2 separate regions of the Mus musculus genome follow, and region 1 is linked to region 2. A link is a contact called in public Hi-C data. All regions are on one chromosome and are shown on one strand. Each heading gives the region's core, a stretch centred on a gene start, on an enhancer-like site or on the middle of the called end of the contact. The rest is flanking DNA. Distances are from core to core; before and after follow the strand shown.

What was found. Hi-C and Micro-C count contacts between places; a contact is called where the count stands out from the background.
Region 1: a Hi-C map of cortical neurons shows a contact between it and region 2. The contact joins the promoter of Ptpn7 here to the enhancer-like site in region 2. A contact is called at or near these places in 3 of 39 promoter capture datasets (embryonic stem cells, hippocampal neurons and liver), 7 of 484 Hi-C or Micro-C datasets (cortical neurons, embryonic stem cells, palatal mesenchyme and 1 more) and 8 of 115 datasets of contacts at active chromatin or transcription factors (embryonic forebrain, embryonic midbrain, embryonic stem cells and 4 more).

Annotation. Positions count from the first base shown.
Region 1 is chr1:135,130,174-135,136,466 of GRCm38.p6, reverse strand. It overlaps Ptpn7 (protein tyrosine phosphatase, non-receptor type 7), which reads right to left and starts at 3,767. Exons shown (of 10, transcript NM_177081.4): 1 at 3,677-3,767; 2 at 2,544-2,717; 3 at 1,844-2,027; 4 at 1,552-1,636; 5 at 292-368. The coding sequence starts at 2,665. It also overlaps the pseudogene Ptprv.
Region 2 is chr1:134,648,774-134,654,882 of GRCm38.p6, reverse strand. It overlaps a transcript of Syt2 not described here. Among named protein-coding and RNA genes, the nearest start is that of Syt2, 57 kb to the left of the region's middle. Within about 2 kb of position 3,017, at least 72 of the 459 cell types and tissues checked have an H3K27ac peak or open chromatin away from gene starts, as enhancers often do. A contact at or near this core is called in pro-B cells, where this site is marked.

The DNA.
Region 1 (6,293 bases), core at 2,518-5,017, 480 kb before region 2:
AGCCTTTAAGAAACTGGTGACTAGGCTCAGCCAAGTTTAGAGGGTTGTCATGGGTAGGGTAACAGGTTAGGTTAAGGTGGCTTGGAAATTTTGACCTCCTTTTCTAGACTGATTTCTTGGGGGTCACTCAGTATGTATCTCTTTCCCTGCTCCCAAGTCTAGCAGAGGGAGCTATGGCAGGAGGGAGTTGGAGCCCTTGAGGCCAAGTCGCAGATGGATTACAGAAGGTCTCATGCGGTATTTTCATCTTTAAGGCAGTCTGGCTCCCAGCTGCAGCAGCCGACCACTCACCCGGATGTAGTTGGCATTGATGTAGTCACTGTCCTCCTGGCTCTGTGCCCGGCCAAGACAGACACGGCTCTGGGGATCTAGGAAATGTAGATCAGTAAAGGTGAGAGGTCAGAAGGTGACCAATGAATGTAGACTGTGACAGAGTCAAAGGGGAGTTCGTGTCCTCACACTGTTTGCAGTACTTTGTGGACAGCAGGTAGTCCGTTGTTTTATTTTATAGACAGATAACATAATAGCTGTGTATTATAAAATATACTATTTCATGACAACAGGGAGCCATGATGTTTTTGAGCCGGAAAGTGGTGCAATCAAATCAGAAAGATGGACTGAATGGTGATGTGAAGCACAGACCATAGAGCTGCAGACACCAACTGGGATATTATCATGTTTTAACCTTGAGATCAGCAAGGGTATAAAATGGGAGCGAACTGATAGGAAGAGGAAGAGATTCTGCAAAGGAAAAAAATGCCTTTTTGATTATGAATACAAGCGTTAGACGAATACATTGTTTAAGATATCACTCAACCACAAGGAATATTGGCTTCGCTCTCCAGAGGTGTGGGTTCTTCCCCAATCAAACCGGATGGGGGATGAAGAAGCTAACTTCCTCTCTTTGATGGTTGGAGAGCTTGCTAGAATTAGGCCAAGGCCAAAACTGATCCAACTCACATTGACAAGTGTTCACAGACAGTGCCTGGTCTCTTCTAGCAGGCACTGAGCCTGGAGTCTCAGTCCTGGGCAGGACCCATGTGCTGGGCTGAATTCGGACCACAGTTCTAGAAGCCATTGTACTAAGCTCTGGGTATCAAGCTGGCCTATGGGAAGTTGGGGGTGCTAGGCCTGGGTCCATCTGTGTGAGTTCACACCTACCACACAGGCGTGCAACCGCAGGAAGTGTCTGTAAATGCTAGCATGCAACTGGGCAACAACTGTCTGTCTCCTGGCTGCCAGGGTGTGGGTTAGCCTTTCTCTGTTGAAAGACAAGTGTCTCAAGCATTGATCTTCCTTGGCTTTGGAGAGCTGCTTTTTGTTATTGTTGCTTGTTTTTGTGAAGGTCTCATATAAACCAAGCTAGCCTAGAACTTGCTATATAGCTGAAACCGGCCTTTAATTCCTGATCCTCTACCCCAACCTCCAAGAGCGAGGATTATTATAGTCATACATCATTATGCCTGGCTCCCAGGCCATATGTATATCTTGCCTTCTTGAGTTCTTCACCCTCAGGGACACCAACCCCCTCAGTCCCACCGTGCTCCTTACTTGGCAAGATGGTCTTGTAGCGGTCTTTGGAGGCGTGGCCAGGGATATCCAGGTCTTCAGGGTTGACAAAGTTTGAGGGAATCTTCTGTTGGGGGAGGATAAATGAGTTAATCTCTGTTCCCCCACTTCCCAGCCTCCTTTTCTTCCATTCCATCCTCTGCACACAGAGAGGAAGAGCAAGGATGGGGACAACCTCTCTCCTACACCCCAAGGAGAAGAGAGGCCCAAGGAATCCAGGATGGTCTGATATGGAAGTGTAAAGTGATGTGGAGAGGACCCCAGGATTCCTTACCAAGAATTCCTCCTCTAGCTGCTTGGGGCTGGGAGGTTGGTGCTGTAGCGTCCAGCGTGTAAGGGGGTGTCCAGCCGTGCGCAGGAAGTGTAGGGTGACTTCCCGGGGTGTGTTCACTGAGCAGATGGGTTCAACCGTGCCCAGAGACTGTACATCCAGCATCAGAGCCACACTGGAGCCCCTTCTGCAAGCACAGCCAACCATTGCCCAGTGAGCATCTCAGAGCATCTGCCTCGCTTTCAAGCTCCTTGTGGGCTCTGTCTGGGGAGGATCTGCTGAGTCTTTGTCTTGACCTAGAGGCCCAGGGCACTCAAGGGTCAGGCCCCTACTGCGTTCCCCTTTTCCTTTATCAGATAAGAACAGAGCAGCCTGCAGCTCTTCTGCTCCTTCCTGCTGTCTCTCTCTCCTACTCTCAAGCCAACACAGAGGCTCCAATGCACACCCAACTCCACAGAGGCCCCTAGCTTTGTCCCAGAGACTGTTCATCACAACTTGAAACTTAGAGAGCAGACAGACCAGGGATGACGAGAAACTTGGTGCCTCTGCCATACAAGGAATGGGCGAGCAACCTTCAAATGAGCATTATTTGGTTTGGTTTTTCCAGGCCTTGTGGATTCAGTTGTTAGAACTGGACAGGAAAGAAGGAAGGGAAGGGACGGTGATCCAGGCCTAGGAAGATCCTCCCTGTGAAAGATCTCACCTCTCCTGCAGCCGCACATGCTTCTTGGCTGGAGCTTTGGTGGGTGGAGGCTGAGTCATGTCTGCCCCCAAAGACAAGGTCGGCAGCTGTGCTCTGGAGCGCCCCTCACAGGCCTGGACCATGCTGGGGTAGGTTGCTGGGCCCAAGGGAGGCTCATTCAGCCATGAGGCATGCCTGAAAGACAAGGTCCCGCGAAGGCCTCATTAGCTAGAAGAAGGCTTCTAGTCCAGGCCAGCCAGCTATTCCCTCAAGCAAGCGGCCCAACAGCTCTCTGTTGGGATGCAGGATAGAGGACAGTTAGGGGTTAGAGTAGAAGGAAGGTACTAGAGAGAATACAGGTATGGGGAAGATAGGAAGGAATCCAGAAGGAGGAAGAGAGAGGATACCCAAGTCCACAGGGCTCTAAGCTGGGGTCTGCATGAGGCCAACAGCCTGCTAACCACACAGAAGGAAAGGGAGAAAGCATACAGCTCTCTGAGTCTAGCCAGCTAGCAGGCTTCTCTATAATGAGAAATGGAGGCCTTGAGAAGCACTGGATCCAGTCAGGGATCCAGGCACGCTCCAACTTCTAGAAGGGTCTTCTCATTGTCGGCAGTTCCACTCCAAGATCAGTTGTGGCTCCTGGGGTCTCTGTCTAGGGCGGTAGCCCAGGGGTGTTTCCTCCCTCCTCCTTCCCATCCCCCAGTCTCCCGCCTCTGCAACCGTCACAGGAAATGGCCTCATCAAACCCTAGAGCGCCAGCGCATGGTGAGGCTACAGCTGGGGGTACAAGAGAGAGGGGGCATAGAGGTGATGAGGGCATCACCTTTTGGGGGCAGCCCCTGTCTCTCAGAGCTAAGGCATGGGTGACGTGGTGGTGGGGTTAGAGTCGCTAACCCATGGGGACAGAGCTTTGGGAGCAGTGTGGGCCCATGCAGGTGTGGCTGGGACAGTACTTGCCCACAACAGGAAGGGGCCTTTAGCCTCTCCTCTCCTGGCACTCTGTGTGGCTTCTTAGCCCTCCAGTCACAGGGACACCAGATATGTCACTTCTCATGCCCTGGCCAGGCATGGGAGCCCCAAACTCAATGCTTCTTCAACCCATCCTTGGAGCCCCCCATCCCACCCCAGGGCCATAGGATGTCTGTACTCACTTCAAGTACTTACTGAAGAAGCTATGTCCCCCAGGCTGCCTCTTGCCAGCTGTCTGTCAGTCCGTCTATCTTTGAGGACTGAGAGGTTTCAGGAAGCCAGCTTCCTCCCTCCGCCCCTCCTGGCTTCCACCCACGCACACCCAACTGCGGGCTGCCCTTCTGTGCCTGCCACAAGCTGCCACCAGGGGTCGGGTGCATCCTTCCTGTGCCCTCTAAGAGCAAGCGGCTGCTGTCCCGCCACCCTCACTGGATGCCAAGGCTCTGGGAAGCGGCGAGAGATGAGGCCTTCCCTGACCACCTCGGGCCTCCTCCTCTGGGTCCTCATCAAGTGCTGTCCCCCACCCCCACCTCTTCCTTGATAGCCATGGGGAACCTTCTGCTGCTCTTCTGGTTGTGACCTTGGCTAGAGACTTATTTCCACTTCTCAGCTTCTGCCCCTGTAAGCTTTGTTGCTTCAAAGCCTGGGAATTCAGGGCCAAACCCAGACCCCCAAACAGAGCAGATGTGTCACAGAGGTGCCATAGGGGGTGGCAGGGAAGAGGAGGCAGGAGTCCTTGCTCTGTACAGGAAGGAGAGGCCAGGGCTAGGCAGGAAAGCTTCTTTCCAACTCCCTGGCCCCTCAGCCTGCAGACATAGGCTTGTCACCAGAGAACAAGTATCAGAGCTTAACTGGAGAGGACTCTGGGGTGGCTTCCATAGCAGCCCCTCAGACTACCCCTCTGGGAGTGTCTTAGAACCCTGTATCTCCTCTGAAGACTTACAGATAGGTGAAGGCTGTGACCCTCACATCAGAGACTTCCCAGGTCCTCTTCACCAGGGGGCCACTTGGATGCTTGGGGTGTGGAAAGGGAGCAGTCCCCAAGTCTAGAACTCCACACACCCCCTACCCCCGCCTGGCTTTGCTAGGCCATTCGCTGGCCCTCAGCCCAACTGGTTCGTGGTTCATGCTTGCTTGCAAGACTCCTTCACTCTGTAATGTTCCCCAAAGCGTTCCTGGGCCCCACTGCTTGAATTCCACATCCTCTCTCTCTTCCTCCCACTTCTCCGATTCAACTGTCAAACGGGTGACACCGAAAAAGAGCTGCTGTGCAGTAAGCACAGGGATGGCACCTGAGGGGGGGGGAGGGGCTGCCCTTCTCTGGCCCACGGGGAGGAGGGGAGGACCAGGAAGAGCCTTTGAAGTCCTAGGGCTTGGGGCACCTGTCTTTGTTCTTGGCTGTAAGTCAGAGGGTGGTTCTCCCAGCCTCTCCATGGCTGGTTGGTTGGTTCTGGCTCCCTTTTCTCTGTGCCTGCTCTCCTGAGAGGACTAGGTGGGATTTCCTGAGGGGGAAGCTCAGTGGAGTTGGGAAGTGGTTGGCCCTGATGCCAGGATGAGATGACAGCAGCAGGAGCCTGGGAATCCCTGCACACCCGAGCACAGGGACAGGGAGACTGGGCTCTGCCTGGACCTCCCCACAGGAGCGTCTGCCCTGGCAGATAGTGGAGGGAGTGGGAGCAGAGTGGAAAGAGAGCCACCCGCCCTGGGGCCAGCTGTTGATTAGGATCAAGAAAAGGAAGTGAGGATACCACAGGGGCGGGGAGAAGGAAGTAGGCAAAGCCCTCCCCCACCGGTCTGCCTAGCATCCTCAGTTCACAGTGTTAGCCTGCTGGCTGTGAGCACACCTCTTGACCCTCACAGTGAGGACCCGGTGGGGTTCTAGAAGTTGGAAGATGAGCTCTTGGGTAAAGAGCAAAGGAGGCTGGGAGATGGGGAAGGAAGTTGGTGGGGCAAAAGGGTCAATCAAGGCAGGAAACAAGACTCTGAGGCTCTGTCCAGGTCTCTAGATGGCTTCTCACTTTCCTGCCTCTTCTATCTGTTCTTCCCATCCCTGGGGGGCGGTGGGTTGGGGGGATTGGTCTTTCTGACTGGGAATTAGGATCCAGTACTGTCCACTTTAGAGAATGTAAAGTCCTGTTTGGAAGCCTAGTGAGCAAGCAGACACTTAGTGGTCATGTGACCTTGGCCAAGTTCCCTGAGTCTCAGGTTCCCCACCAGCCTCCTCCTTCCCTCCCTCCCTCCCTCCCTCCCTCCCTCCCTCCCTCCCTCCCTCCCTCCCTCCCTCCCTCCCTCCCTCCCTCCCTCCCTCCCTCCCTCCCTCCCTCCCTCCCTTCTTGTCAGGAAGACAGAGCCCTGTGAAGTACTTTGTCCACAGCCCCAGCACTTGGAAAGTCTGGAACTGAGAGCTAGGGAGCCTCACCTGGTGGTGGAAGTGGAAGGGAGGCTGAGTCTGTCTGTCTGTCTGTCTAGGCTCTTCCTTCTTCCCCTTCCTTTTTCCAGTCAGCCATCATCTTTTTTTTTTTTTTTTTTTTTTTTTTGGGAAGTTCCACTCAGGCAGTGGAGAGAGTCTAGGAGTCACTCCCAGCAGCCCGGCATGGGCAAAGTTCCTCATTTCAAAATGCGCAGAGAATGGCGGTCATGCCTAGACCCTGGCCAGGGGTGGAGAGGAGCAAGACTCCCACCTGGAGCCTCACCTGTGGTCCTATGGCTAGCCTAAGATTTCTCCCTCCCTGCCTCTCTCCCCTTGATACCGGGCTTCTTCTCTCCACTTCCATCCCAGGGGCCAGGAGCCACAACTCC
Region 2 (6,109 bases), core at 1,768-4,267:
TTTTGTTTGTTTGTTTTTGTTTTTTGTACAAATGGCTACTCAGCACTCACTCCAAATGACTGTAGTTGTCAATCATTTTCTCAAGTTGAAAACGTCGGCCCATGAAGAAAGTGGCTAGTTCAGCTTGTAACTCAAACAGATGCCCAGGCATTTGGGCTTCCAGTCCCATCACAGTGGACAACAGAAGTGCTTTCTACTCATTTCACTTTAGAAAATATTTTAAAAGATTCATTCATTCATTCATTCATTCATTCCAGGGTCCAGGCTCAGTGGGATCAGTGGGATTTTGACAGCTTCACCAAAGTCCCCCTTCTGTGATTATTTGTTTAGCAGGCATGGCAAAGAATACAATGACCTGGACAGTTTGGCACTGTGGCCTTGACTCACATGAGGTCTCAGTATCTCCATCCACCACTGTCAGCATTAAAGCTGTCTCCTGTGAACATGCTGAACACTTTGATGCTACTGTTGTAACTGCCCTGACCTTAAGGTACCTTCTAAAAACCTGTTGGGAACTTCCCGCAGGGAGCATACTTTGAGAACTGCTATCATGTCCCCTTGTATAGTCATCCTGGGTGCGGCAAGCCCTGTGTGATTAGCTCTGTTCTCCAAGGGGGCCTCTGAGGCTTCAGAAGTTTAACTTGCTTGTGAACACACAGACAGCACCCCCCCAACCCCGATTCCTGGCCACGTGTGTGTTCCCTTTGTGCAGGACCCTCAGATGTGCAGCTGTGGGACACAGCTGGGTGGGGACAAGTGTCCCTCTACCTCTTTCCCATCACTCCTACTCCAGGGACATCTCCCAGCCTGGCAGTAGCTAAAGCTTTGGCTCCTCCCCCTGGACACACTGCTGCTCCTCCACCAGCAGAGGATGAGGTGGAATGGCATCCAGGTATCCCAGACAGCCTCAGACCTCAAGGGCAGCTTTGGTCTTCCATTCTCCGCCTCCCACCATAGCCAGCATGGTTCCCGGCATCAAAGAGCTAATCCAATTTCGTGGCTGTGTTTCCCCCTTGCCTCCTGCAATGCCAGGATTGATTTGGAACCGGGGCGGCCTTATTAAAGGGATGCTTTTTCTCCTCACAGGAGACTACGGCTGGGAGAGGGAGCCCTCCCCCACCAATTAACTCCACACTGCCTGTGCGCACAATCCCCAGCTCCTGCCCCTGAGCAGGAGTCTAACTTCTCTGGATTCCAGTGGTGATGTTGGATTCCAGCCCTGATAGGTTTTTACGCAGCTTCCTCCATGCCTTCTCTGTGACTGGATGATGGCTCCCTCCTCCAAGTCTCCATCTCTCCTGCCATCTGATGAGTCTCTCACCGGGCCTGTGACCGCTCCAGCTATGAGGTGCAAAAGGATCCATGGTTGACTGTGAATGTGGCAAGTCAGGCCCGAAGAAGAGAGAGACGAAGGACTATGTGTTTTTAAGATATGTTGTCCCCAAATGACACAAAGGAGAGGTGAGTGAGGACTTCTAAGACCCTTGTCAGGTGCCCTCCTCAGGGGCCTCACAGCTGCCTCCAAAGCTCTTCTCTGCTCCAACAAGCTGTGTTGGGGCAGGAAAAGGTAAGATCCATTTTACAAAGAACTTCTTCTCCAACAAATTCATTAAAACTTCCCCAGTTTTCAAAGCAGAAAACAGAGGCCCCATACATCTGGACCATCAATTCAGACCAGAGTGGAAAGCTGTTTTTTTCTTAAATTTTCCAGGGGCCGTCTGGAGGACCCAGGTAACATAGACAAAAAATAGTAATAATAATAATAATAATAATAAAGACTGAGACAAGTGATGTGCTAAGGGCTAAGGGTCTTTATCTGAGCATCGCACATTGTAGGATACACACACACATGTATATACATATATTTACATATATTATATATATATATGCATGCTACACTCTACCGAGTAAATATACACAATCATTCTGTGTCAGTTAAAATAGACATTTTATTTTTTTTAGGTAGGGCCTCACTATGTAGCCCTGGCTTGCCTGGAACTCATTATGTAGGCCTGGCTGGCTTCAAACTCACATAGATCCACATGCCTCTGCTGTGTAAGTACTGAGATTAAAGAAGTGCCCAGCAAAAAATAATATAATTTTTTAAAGCCCAGCAATGGTTCATACCTGTTATCCTAATACTAAGAGGCTAAGTAACAGGAATGCCCAGTTTAAGACCGTCCTGGGCTATTCTGCAAGTTTCAGACCAGCCTGGACTATAAAGTAATACCCTACGTGGAAACACACACACACACACACACACACATGTACATATGAATCCCTGAGTGGTCCTGCCTCAGTTGGTTACGGTTAACACACCCAAGGCCCCCTTGCCCCAACTTTGCCTCACCACCAGATCACCCACTGGCTAGTCCACGTATGAAAGCATGGAAAGGGTTAAGCTGCTCCCACACAAGCCCACCCCACCCTCAGAGTAAACCCCATTTCTATTTCCCATCTCCCCCATCTCCCTTGTGCCTTGCTCACAGTCACAACCACCTGCACTCACTATTAAGAGGCAGGGAGTGGTAATGGGAAAATTCCACCTCTAATTGCAGTATTCCCTAATTGCCGCTCCTGAGCCACCACATCAGCCCAATTATAGGCCGCCCAGACAGGGTTCTCCATGGCTGAGGACTCCCTGCCCTGCTCAGAGGAACCTGCCCTTGCAAACGCCAGAAGGGAGCCTCCCTGACTCCAAGGGGCCCAGGCTGCCCAGTGCTGAGTGCTTTGGCCCTTCAGTTCTGTTCAGGGGGGCAGAGAGAAAGGAGGCAGGCTCCAAGGACTGAGGAAGCTGGTGTTGGCAAGCAGCCCACCCGGGCTCTGGAAGCATCACCCTACATTGGCTATCATGAATGTTTCTCTTGTGTTATGGGTCCCTAGGTGTTCTGGGATATTTCCTGCCTTGTGTCTTTCAGAGAGTTTCTTAGTCCCTCCAAACAGAAAGTAGAGGAGAGAGCCCTGCTTTTTTATTGTAAGACAGGGCCAGTGACAGCTGTGCCAAGATGGAGGGCAGGAGTTATACAAGCAGGATATGGGTGGGGCTGAGTTCTGCCGCCACCCATGCATGACCCGCCCAGGCTCTGCCTTCTCTCGTACAACTGCTATTTCTACAACTGCAATCTTGAGGCCCCGGATAAATACCTGGGAGCTACTTGGAAAACGCATACTGGGTACAACTCACCCCCTGCTTCCTATGTGGCAAGGAAGGGCTAGGAGGGCATCCAGAATCCAGGACCTCAGCAGCAGGGCACTGTGCCCAGCCTGGAGACCACCCAGGGAGGAAGCTTCCAGCAGTCCTTGCTTGAGATGCATCCGGGGAGCCTGGCCTGGAATTTACTCTTGGGGCTGGCAGCCGAATGCTCCCCACAGCCCCTCAGGACTGGTCATCTGTCGCCCCAGTAACCTCTTCGAACTGCCTGTTCCAGACATGGAAATGAAGGATGGCTGGGACAGGTCCTTCCCAGAAATTAAGCTCTGGCAAGAAACGGCTCATTGGGCATCAAACAGAACTGGCTGGAAGTTGGAGGCACTGGAATGGGCGGCTACTCTGTTGTGGACAAGGACAGACAAACGTGGTTAAAAATTACTCGCTCACACAGCTCTCACCCTGCACTGTTCCAGAACATACAGGCACGCATTCACTTCATCGTCCCCCAAACACCCTACTTTGGGGACAGGTAAGCTCCATTCTACACACGGGATGACTGAAAATAAGATTTGATTAACAATTTGCCTAGAGTCAGAACCAGGATAACACCCAGGCAATCTGCCCATAGTCACTATACTGCCTATGGGGGGAGGGGGGAAATGTTATGTGGCATTTCTCCACTTAAACTATGTCATTTACCACAGGCCTCCTGGATGCCAACAGAGTCCAGGGCTAAATCTCCGTTTCCTGGCCTGGCTTTCCGGCAGAGCAGATGGTGAATAACCAACCAGTTGTATGTGTGGATGCTCACACAGGGAGCTAAGGACTACCGTGACAACAGTATTAATAGTATTTACACATACACCCTGCAAGCATTAAAACACGAGACCTGGGCTGGAGAGATTGCTCAGTGGTTAAGAGCACCGACTGCCCTTCTGAAGGCCCTGAGTTCAAATCCCAGCAACCACATGGTGGCTCACAACCATCTGTAATGAGATCTGATGCCCTCTTCTGGTGTGTCTGAAGACAGCTACAGTGTACTTACATATAATAAATAAATAAATAAATCTAAAAACAAAACAAAACAAACAAACAAAAAAACCCACTAGACCTGTTCAAGGCACTATTTGCAGGCTCTTACATGGCTTTTGTCACAGTTGCCATGAGTTCTCTGTAATGACATCTTCACCCGTATGGCACTGAGTGAGCACAGGCATAGGAGCCAGGTCTGTCTCATTCCCCTTTGATTGCTCATCACCTAGCATGGCACACAACAGACTGTGAAAATGTAATAGCTATCGAGGCAGTGATGGCTCACACCTGTAATCCCAGCACTAGGGAAGCAGAAGCAGGCAAATCTCTGAGCTAAGGGCCAGCCTGGACTACAGAGCAAATGCCAGGGCAGCCAGAGCTTCCCAGAGAAACCCTGTCTCGAAAAACAAAAACAAACAAACAAACCAAAAACAGGTAATAGTCAAGTGGTGGCACACACCTCTAATCCCTGTACTGAGGAGGCTGAGGCAGGAGGATAATGAGTTGGAGACCAACCAGCCTGAGTGGGTTTAAGGCCAGCCTGGGCTATCTAGCAAAATCCTGCCTCAAAACAGCAGACAACAAAGCCATAGGTAGTGTGGAATAAACTGTGAGAACTGATAAAGCAGCTAAATAACTCGCTAAGGTCCGCTGGGATGCAGAATCCAGAAGAGCAGGGCTTGGGGGCAGAGAATGGAGCTCTGTTGGTAGAATGTTTGCCTAGCATGTACGAAACAGTCCTAGCACTGTATAAACCAGGTGGGGGAGCCCATGCTCGAGACGCTAGCACTCAGAAGGTCAAAGGCAGAAGGCAGAAGGTCCATCAAGATCATTCTTGGCTAAATGGAACCTCGACAGGACTGTTGTCTGCTGTGCCACACCCACAGTGCCTGGGACAGAGGGGAGGGGAAAGGAGGGGAGGGGAGGGGAGCTGCACTAATAAAATACTTGTTGCGTGCATGAATCACTAGTGTATTGGCTGTCACTAAACACCTGACGAGAAGCAACAAGGAAAGAGATTTATTTTATTTTACTTTTTGGTTGCCTGGCAGGCTTTTAGCTCTGAGGTCAGGGGCTAGAGTCCCCCATAGTGAAGAAGTCATGGGAACAGGAGTACCTCGGAGCTGTAGCTATGAGACCGTGCACGTGGACTGTACTCTGGTAGCAAGAGCATGGGGGAAGGCTGCTACCTGGTTGGCTTCTCCTTTTTTCTTTCAATTCAGCCCCAAACCCCAGCCCATGGGATGGTGCCCCCTCATAGAGAAGGCCAGTCTGTCCCTTCAAGATAATCTTGGGAAAGTCCTCAAAGATAACACTCGAAGGTGCACCTCGTTGATGTCCTAGGTGTTTCTTAATGTTGTTCCAGCTGACCATCGTGACCAACCATTACACTGGCCCTGGGATTAGAACCCAGGTCCACCTGGCTTCCTGTGGCTCTGTAGTGTACTTCCTGTTCTAACCACCAGCTGGATCAAAGCCCCGTCTTGTTTCCTCTGGCTGGTCACTCCAGTCCCTGAGCAATATCCTTCTACCCTAGACATACATCTGTGATATCTAGCTCAAGACGTGTAAATTTAACTATAACTAGAGCCTGTCCAGACCAAGAAAAGTCTACCTAACAATTCCCAAAGCTAAAGGAAGCAGTCAGTACTCTACTCAGCTTGGCCTTTCTGTCCTCCATGAGTGCCTCAGCCCCAGGTCTCCCCTCACCGTCTTCCTGTGCGCCTGTATGCCTACTTCACACACTCCCTGTCCCTCTAGCCACCGTCCCCAGAGAGGGTTGCCCAGGCCCAGTGGAGAGGAAAGGGAGGGTTCAGCCAGGGTAGGACAAGGATAGAACAGAAGCCACTCAAGGTCACATGCCAAGCTCCAGGACGACTCGGGTAGCCTAGCAGGGAAGAGACACCTCCAGCCCTCCTGCCCCTG